2 separate regions of the Mus musculus genome follow, and region 2 is linked to region 1. A link is a contact called in public Hi-C data. All regions are on one chromosome and are shown on one strand. The core of a region is the stretch at or near the end of the contact, and the rest is flanking DNA. Distances in the headings are between cores, read along the strand shown.

What was found. A called contact is a pair of places that touch in the nucleus more often than the background predicts.
Region 2: a Hi-C map of the N1E-115 cell line shows a contact between it and region 1, with 4 times the contacts expected there. The contact joins two enhancer-like sites. A contact is called at or near these places in 1 of 15 datasets of contacts at CTCF or cohesin (embryonic stem cells), 7 of 484 Hi-C or Micro-C datasets (the N1E-115 cell line, differentiating spermatogonia, embryonic stem cells and 1 more), 5 of 115 datasets of contacts at active chromatin or transcription factors (acute myeloid leukemia, embryonic stem cells and fibro-adipogenic progenitors) and 1 of 9 other capture datasets (embryonic stem cells).

Annotation. Positions count from the first base shown.
Region 1 is chr6:37,140,821-37,145,179 of GRCm38.p6, forward strand. The region is part of intron 2 of Dgki (diacylglycerol kinase, iota); the gene reads right to left. Among named protein-coding and RNA genes, the nearest start is that of Dgki, 160 kb to the right of the region's middle. Within about 2 kb of position 2,396, at least 39 of the 459 cell types and tissues checked have an H3K27ac peak or open chromatin away from gene starts, as enhancers often do. A contact at or near this core is called in the N1E-115 cell line, where this site is marked.
Region 2 is chr6:37,349,915-37,354,273 of GRCm38.p6, forward strand. Creb3l2 (cAMP responsive element binding protein 3-like 2) reads right to left here. Exons shown (of 12, transcript NM_178661.4): 8 at 3,643-3,711. Among named protein-coding and RNA genes, the nearest start is that of Dgki, 52 kb to the left of the region's middle. Within about 2 kb of position 2,002, at least 24 of the 459 cell types and tissues checked have an H3K27ac peak or open chromatin away from gene starts, as enhancers often do. A contact at or near this core is called in the N1E-115 cell line, where this site is marked.

The DNA.
Region 1 (4,359 bases), core at 1,146-3,645:
CCATCCAACCACCTAGACTAGTCCTGGTCTGTGGCATGGGTAAGAAATAAACAATCTCTATATTACCACGCTACACATTTGCGTCTCCTATTCACAGTAGCCTACTTTATCTCCAAGGAATACAGACTTCTCTTTGTTCTTATATTTGTCTAGGTTTTCTTTTATGTCTGAGTCTGTCCCCAAGTTTCTTAGTATTCACCAGACAGCAAATCTAATCAAGTCCCAGTTTCTTCTTTGAACTCTGACACCCAGTCTGAAGAATTTTACATTGTTATACACCCAGTTCCCTTAAAATCCACCTCTGATTGTGCTCCTCCACGGCTCTGAATGCTTCCACGAGTCTCTGTTATACATGAAATGAAGTCCAAATTCAATCTGCCAACCTAGACCTTCCAGCAGGCCTGCCAATCAGGGCACCCTTAACTTATTTCACTTTTCTCCCCTGTTACTGTTCTTTAATCAGATCTTCTTTCTGGTGCCATGTTTTAGTGATTATCCTTCCCAAGTGGGAACATCTTTCTTGCTCCCTCTCTTCAAATCTACCTTGAAATGACATTTCAAATACTATGTATCTCAAAACTGTGTATTTCTAGAAAACATAAAAACAATCACCTTATTTCTATGAGATGGAATTTGTTTCCAGCCTTTGGAATATGGAAACAAATCTCCCTAAACACACACACTCTCATCATGACTCCCCTCATGCATATTTACACAATAGATGTATTTACTTAAGACCCCCTATGTGGGTAGGTAGAAATAGATAGATAGGTAGATAGATAGATTGATAGATAGATAGATAGATAGACAGATTTACAAATAGAGATATGACTGTTTGCTGCAGTTCTGTAGAAATCCTGTAATGGTTACAGATAAAAAGATAAAGATAGATGAGTGTGACAGATTGAATAATAAGACATATCAAGAGCAAAAGTAGAAGCTGGGCAAACAGATTAGACATATGTAATTCCAACACCCAGGAGACTGAGACAGGAGGACTGTCTAGGCTAGCCTGGGCTACCTAATGAGTTTCAGGCTGCCTGAGCTACAGAGACCCTGACTCAACAATGGAAGCCAAAAAAAAAAAGTAGTGTATATACACCATAAGCAAATAAACCAGAGAAACAAAAGATCTAAGATTATAAAATGTTTTATTAGAATAACTGGAGTTATAAATAAGATATTCTTTACAAATATACATGCAAAACCAACCAATGCAAATGTGGATGGCCTGAAAACCTGCGCTGGTAGCAGGTGCTCAACTGCTCTGGCTGGCGCACGCAGGGGCAGTGTGGAAGATGGCAGCTGAGTATGGAAATGTGAAGGAACGCACTAATCGAGCTGTGCCATTCGCACATAACCTACAGCTCAAAGACTGAGCGTGAAAAAAAAAGTGCTAAAGCCATCACATGATCGCCACCTTTCACTTCCATACCGCATGATGGCATTGGAGAGGATCTGCTGAAACAAACCACGGCACTGAACTGGGCTTCCCTCATTTTTCCTACTGTTTTCACATGACTCCCTACGTAATTTGTATTTAATTTATGGCTCACAACTTTTTCCACTAAAGAGTGTTAAGTAATAATCTTCCCAGTGTCAGTACATCTGGGCCACGACACTGACTGCAGACCTGTGGAGCTAAGGACTTGGATTTCTCTTAGAAATGGTTTTGGTGGGTTGATACTGGTTGCCAAATTGACTGGAAGACAACCCCCTGGGCTAGTCTATGAGGGGGCTTCTAAATTGGTTAACTGTGGTAGGAAGACCTATCCAATATGATAGTGCACCCTTCCATGGCCCGAAGTCCCAGGCTGAAGAAATAAGGAAAAATGAGCTGCACACAGACTTCATCTCTCTCTGCTTCCTGGTGTGGACACAGTGTGACCAGCTGCCTCACGAGTGCCAGCCTTCCCTGCCATGATGGACTGGACCCCTTCTTAAACCACAAGTCAGATTAAACCCTTCCTCAGTTTGCTTTTGTCAGGAGTGTTGTTGCAGAAATGATAAAGGTAATTAATACGGGGCTATATCTTAAAGTACCCTGATCTCAGAAAACAGAGGCTAAGAGCCAATCGCAGTAGATTGGTCCCCTTATAATCATACGTTTTTGAAGTAGGGATGAGAGTGAAGAAGTACAGGAGGCAGGACAGGTTGTGCCGATGACACCCAAACCTGATCACACAGCACAGATTTCCTAGGCTCACACACAACACAGGCCTGGCATGAGAAGACATGCAGAAACACTGACATATGCATGTGCACGCACACCCATGTTGGCATAGGCACACGCAAACACACAGGCGCACATGCACGCACAAGCCCCAGCTGCTTCCTAGCTTTTCATTCAAGGTTGTAGAGATAAAGTGACCTAATTTCATAACCTAGTTTAGAGCAACTCTGGTTCCCTAATCTTGTCTCTGAACTGAACCGTGAGGCAATGGACCAACTGTTCTGTCTCTACCTGCTGGGGAGAAAGCACGTGTGTGCTTAGCGTCATCAGCTAGAGAAAAAGAGGTTGGTGTGGATGGGCAGAGGGCGGGAGGGGGGTTGTTTCGTTTGAGCAGAAATTCTGTTTCCCAGGGAATGCTGGATGGAAAGATGTGATCCAGTGGAGAAATGGAAGGGAATTGGAGCTAAAGATGTTGAGCTTAAGATTGACAGGAGCTTTAGGGAAGAGCCTGTGGATTCCCCAGCCCTGTCCCCTCCCCCTCTTCCACACTGGCTTGGACTTGCTCCAGACAGCCTAAGGGGCAAGGCATAATTATAAAACAGTTTGGACAGAACAAAGGCCCACTTCCAGAGTTACTGGCTACAGTCTTAAAGACAGAGGAGAGCTCTAACTGTAAACTGAGTCACCTCTGCAGGGGAGGCATGTGACATTTAAGAAGACACATATTATCTATGGCACTGACACACTTCTAAATGGGCTAACTCACTCGAAACTGAGAGCTTGGATTCCGGCCCAGGAGACAAGAATATTTTTGGTTTCTATTTTGGACATTACTTCCTCCCCATTCTAGTAATTTAGCTTATTTCTTCCCAAACTGGTTTGGCTGACATGTATCTTCACGGTGTCAGAGGGAACGGCCTCTACAGGTTGTCACTGGGAGGGTGAAGGGAGGCCACTATTAGAAGCAGAAAGACCAAGCCTCTCCATGTGTATGATCTCACAGTGCTGCAATAGGAAAGACCGGGGGGTGGGGGTGGGGAGTGGGGGCGGGGTCACTTGGCACTGGAACAGGTTATATTTGGAGTCATGCTTAGCAAGCTTTTCAGGAACTAGAGATGATGTGAGTTCCCATCAGTTTCCAAGGGTAAGTTCACTTCTTACTGACTGAGCAGAGGCATTACAATCAATTTATGCCCTGGCATCAGTAACAAGGCAGCCCTTGGGCTGTCATGCACTCTCTGCTTTAAAGAGAAAACAAGCAGAAGACGGTGCCTGGCTCTTCAGGTAGCCAGAGCCCTAACTGAAGGTCTCACAGAAGTTAAGCAAGAAACACTAACTGGTTTCTGTTTGTAGGTTAATTCACTATGAGCAGAGGAACACACACACACACACACACACACACACACACACACACACACACACACACACACACACGGTGAAGGAAGTGAAAAGTATCACATTACATAGATAAGAGATGATCCCTGCCTGGGGATGGGAGTGGAGACAGAGACAGAGAGAAACAGGGAGAGAGGGAGAGACAGACAGACAGAGAAAAGACAAAGAGACAAAGACAGATGAGAGGAAGGAGATAGGGAGAGGGGGGAAGGAAGGTACAGAAAACAGCAGTCTACATGCTGGGTTGGGCCCAGTGGTCACTGTTGTCCTCAGGAGACTGGGGCACCTTACTGAAGGCTGACAGGACACTTTTATGCACCATCAGGAGACAGCCTGTATACAGGCAGTAAGAACAAATAGTGACAACGTTATAAAGAAAATGCGACTGACCGACCGGAGTCCCAGGACACCTCTTGAGTAAACCGAGTCAAAGAGGTGGTCGGGGCTTTGAGGAATAAGCTACAGAGGTGGGGGTGGCAGGCATCGGAATATGTGTCACTAAGGAGGGAACTGAGAAGGGGAAGATGGAGTCCCTAAAGCTAATCAAAGACATGCGCACAAAGCATGAAGACTGTCTCCCGGCCTGTGCTCCCAGCCAAGCTATGCAATACCCAATCTGTGCTCACTCAGCCGGCACTCAGGATCCTCAGGAGCAGACCCCTTCCCAAAGCCTGGGACCATTGTTTTATAGGGAATAAACTGTGTTCCCTAGGAGACTTGGGCACATATGCTGGATTCAGAGTGGGGTCCTTTCTACAAAAACTAGGACCCTTGGGACAGAGCTTTCAAAC
Region 2 (4,359 bases), core at 752-3,251, 210 kb after region 1:
CTATAGGCGGAACAACATTATGAACTAACCAGTACCCCGGAGCTCTTGACTCTAGCTGCATATGTATCAAAAGATGGCCTAGTCGGCCATCACTGGAAAGAGAGGCCCATTGGACACGCAAACTTTATATGCCCCAGTACAGGGGAACGCCAGGGCCAAAAAGGGGGAGTGGGTGGGTAGGGGAGTGGGGGTGGGTGGGTATGGGGGACTTTTGGTATAGCATTGGAAATGTAAATGAGCTAAATACCTAATAAAAAATGGAAAAAAAAAGTCTATGAGAAGTATGTTAGAAAATAACCACAGTGCATCAAATTACAAAATGATTTATAATAATAGGGAAATACATATTGCAGTTATGATGTTCAAATGTGTTGTTTTTATGATTATAAACAATTATCCTTGCATGCTTCCCTTATAGGCAACTGACAACGGTAGGAATGAATGAATAAATAAACCGCTAAGATTTTATGGTTTCTGAAAAAAGAAAAAAGAAAAAGAAAAAGAAAAAAAAAAAAGCAGAACCCTTTCTGCTTTGTCCAGTGCCAAAATACTAGCCCTGACTATACTCACTGTCAGCCACTGCTGGGGAAGGGCCAAAGACCAGCGTCCGGAGGGAGTTATGAAACCGTTTCAGACGAGGATTCAGTAAACATATTCATGGAGAACAAGTCCAGTGTACGTTGTTCAATGAAAAGTTTTTAATTAAGAAATATGCATAATACACACACACACACACACACACACACATATACGGAGTATCCCAGAAAGTAATAATAGATCCAAATCAAAGAATTTTGAGGTTTACATATGTATTCTTTATATGTTGAGTGTGTGTGTGTGTGTGTGTGCGCGCATGTGTGTGTGTGTGTGTGCCAGAGGTGTCATCCTCAGAAGATGTCCGTCTCGCTTTTTTAGACAAGTTCTCACTGGCCTAAGCTCATCAGTTAGGCTAGGCTGACTGGTCAGTGAGCCCAGGGACCCATTTGTCTCTGGCTTCCCACCAGTGGGATTATAGACATACATCACCTCATGGTTCAAGCCCAAGGGCAAAGGGCCTACTATGCAAGCATGAAGAGTATGGAGAGCTGATGCTCCTTTAAAAGACAGGTGTGGCCATATGCTCTAGGTAGCTCAGCACTGGAGTTGGGAGTGATAGGGAATGAGGACAGCCAGTCCTGAACAGCCAGTCTACAGAAATGCCAAGTCTACAGGGTCGACTCCATAGGAAAACAGAGGGAGAACAATAGACAAGACATAGATTTCAATTTGCTGGCCTCCATTCCTTCCCCAGCCACATGCACATACATGCATAAATCCTCCACAACTTTATTAAATATAAATGCCCCGCTAATAACTGAAGAAGAAATGATTGGAGTCTGTAGAGCTGTTTCTAAATTCCTTATGTATTGATCTATCTAGGTAATTACTAGAAACTGATGATAAGCAGAAGATGAGTGTTTACACACCTCCTGAGGAGGATGCGGGGACTCAAAAGGAAGTCATAGGAAACTCAGAACTAGGCAAAGCATTCCACAGTAAACACGGGCCTGTCTAACAGGCACCACAGGAATGCCGGGCTTGGAGGCCAGTGGGATGACTGGCTGGACTCTGTACTAAGAAATACAGACATGGAAGAAAATCTGTATGTTAAAGATAAGAGGGCTTTCAGTGGACGCTTTGCCGAGGGCTTTCAGTGGACGCTTTGCCGATTTCAACTTTTGGATGTGTGGATACCTGACTTAAACCAACAAGCAAAACTAAAAAACAAAAACAAAAACAAAACGTTCCAGTCTGGTTGTGAGGGTGCACACCCGAAATCCCAGCACTTGGGAAGCGAAAACAGGGAGAAAGTTTTAAATGTTCATGATAATCAAGGAATAAATAAAACAAAGCCAAGTGCCACCAGATGGAGAGGGGAGGAGACCTCTTCCCAGGCCAAGTGGCCTGTGAGCCCTCCTCCTCAACAGACTTCTTGGTCCCAGAACAGCCCCGATGAGGCTTTGCTGCACCCGTGTGGCCAACAGGAGGCCTAACAGCAGAGCCGGGACAGACAGGCCCCAGGACACAAACTGAAAGGATAATGCTGACAGGATTCCTACCTGTTCCCCAGCTCAGGGCCAAATCAGTTCATACACAGAGCATCCACTGCAGCAAGGGAAGGGCTAGAGACCAAACGCTAAGGAAGTGGCTGAGATGCAGGATTCAAAGAGCCAAAAGAGCCTTGAAGTCACCTCTGCTGGTCAGAAGGTGGTCGGATGGAGATGGGGACTCAGCAGAAGATGGGGGAGGGGCAGGGAAGAGCAGCAAAACCAGAATCCTGATGGAGGAAGTTCCATCGGGTGGGGGAGGGGTGGTGGGGTAACGTCAGGGAAAGGAGAGGACGAGCTTGTCTGGAGGTCTGAGGACACAGGAGTCAGGCAAAGGGCACCTGAGTGCTCTTCCGGATTACCAAGATGGAACTAAGCTGATGGCCACAGACAACAGTTCAAGTCCTCAGCCTGCTGTTGTAACAAAAACCTACAGAGGTACAGGACTCGGACTTCAAATGTAAAAGCTGCTGTTGAAAGCATGTGAAGAGATCTAATCAGACCGTGTAGCCTTTGACATTTTGTTAGTAGGCATTAATGCTGACCCCGTAATGGCTGATTCGTATTTTCTTAGCTCCAAATGAAGTTTTTAATCTGCATGATGTATTGGACCTATAATTCAGTGGGCCTATACTTTACTAAGGGTGACAGGATTCTTTGACTCTGGGCATTTTCAGAACACAAGTGAGTACCATGTGAGCCCATGAACACACATTCTGGATCAGAGGTGAAGTGTCTTACCACATCCAAACCCCTTGCTCCTGAACCAGAGTTACACCCAATAGGATACTTCTCTACGGAAATTCACGGGATTAAGCTGGTGAGTGTTCCTGGGCAAGTCCCCTGGGTCCTGGGACCTTACTTATCTATGTAACAGGGATAATCTCACACCATCTCCTGAGAATTAGTGAGTTAAGATCTACAGTGTGCCCAAACAGTGACCGACATAGAAAACGTCAAAAGAATTCATCAGTTAAGAGCCACAGCTAATTTTTCAAAATGGGACTGAAATGTAAATCACTAATTTTTTCAAAGCAGGCTTATAAAACCATGCTGCCTTTTTAAACTAATAAGCATGATCGTGACTAGAATTAAATAACGCTACATCCCAGTGCCTCCCTGTCCAGCCCTAAAACTCATTTCCAGGAGAATCAGGCTTAGGGACTTTACTTATTCTGCTCTAAGCCCCTTTTAAACATTTCTTCTCTTCGTTAATCTGTCTGTTGTAATACTGAGGATTGAACCTTGGGCTTTGTGCATGTTAGGCAAGGGTTTCCTGTGACTGAGCCACACTCCCAGGCCAATCCTTTTTAACTTATAATAGCTCTCGTTATGACCACCTCCACACCAACCACTAAAAAGTAAAAAAACATCTGTGTGGCTGATGTGCGTGCATGGGGGAGCCCATGAAGCAGAAACTGGTAGGTGGTGGTCAGCTCAAGTATCCTGGTTGGTAGAATCCCTATCCCTCCCACTCTGGATGTGGACTACGACCCCCGCCATTGGACTACGGCCCCTGCCATTGGACACATCCCCTTCCTCTGGCCACACTCACCTATTGGTGTTCTCCAGCACCTCCACCTTCTTCCGAAGCTCCAAGTTCTCAGTTGAACAAGACTCCACTCTGTGGAGAGAGCAAAAAGACGCTCAACTCTCCACAGGGCAACTGCTCAGCCACGGGACTTTCACAGAGAAAGGAGTGAGGTGGTCAGTAAGGAAGAGCTGGGACAGCCTGACTAGAAAGACAATGAGGGTTCACAGGGACAACACGGCAGGTCAGGGCTCTCTTCAGGAAGTCACGTGGGCTGGACACACATAAATCGCACGAGGCATCTCAATCGGGTTCCCCACCTCTTCCTGCTGATCTCATCCCTCAATAGACCATGGGCTGTAGAGTCACCAGGGATCTGCACTGCTGTGGATCCCTGATACAAAGCTTGAAGCTTGGGTAAAAGGCAGGCAGGACCAGATCCCAGGGCCGTGAAGTGCTGGAGCGTACATGCCCAGAGACACAGAGAAGAGAGACCCATAGAAATAACCTTGATTGTGGATACCTTCAGGACACAATGAAACACAAGAAAACAGAACGGAAGTCCTTAATGCTACATTGCCTACTCCCAAACCAGCTTGGAGAAGGACAACTTTCCATAGAAGCTTCTAGAACTAGTTAGAAGCCGGCCAGGGCTTTACCTCACATGTACAAATAAGAAAGACTCATTGGTGGGTCTTCCAGGGTCGACCTGGAAATCACACCAACTGGTCAGCGGGAGAA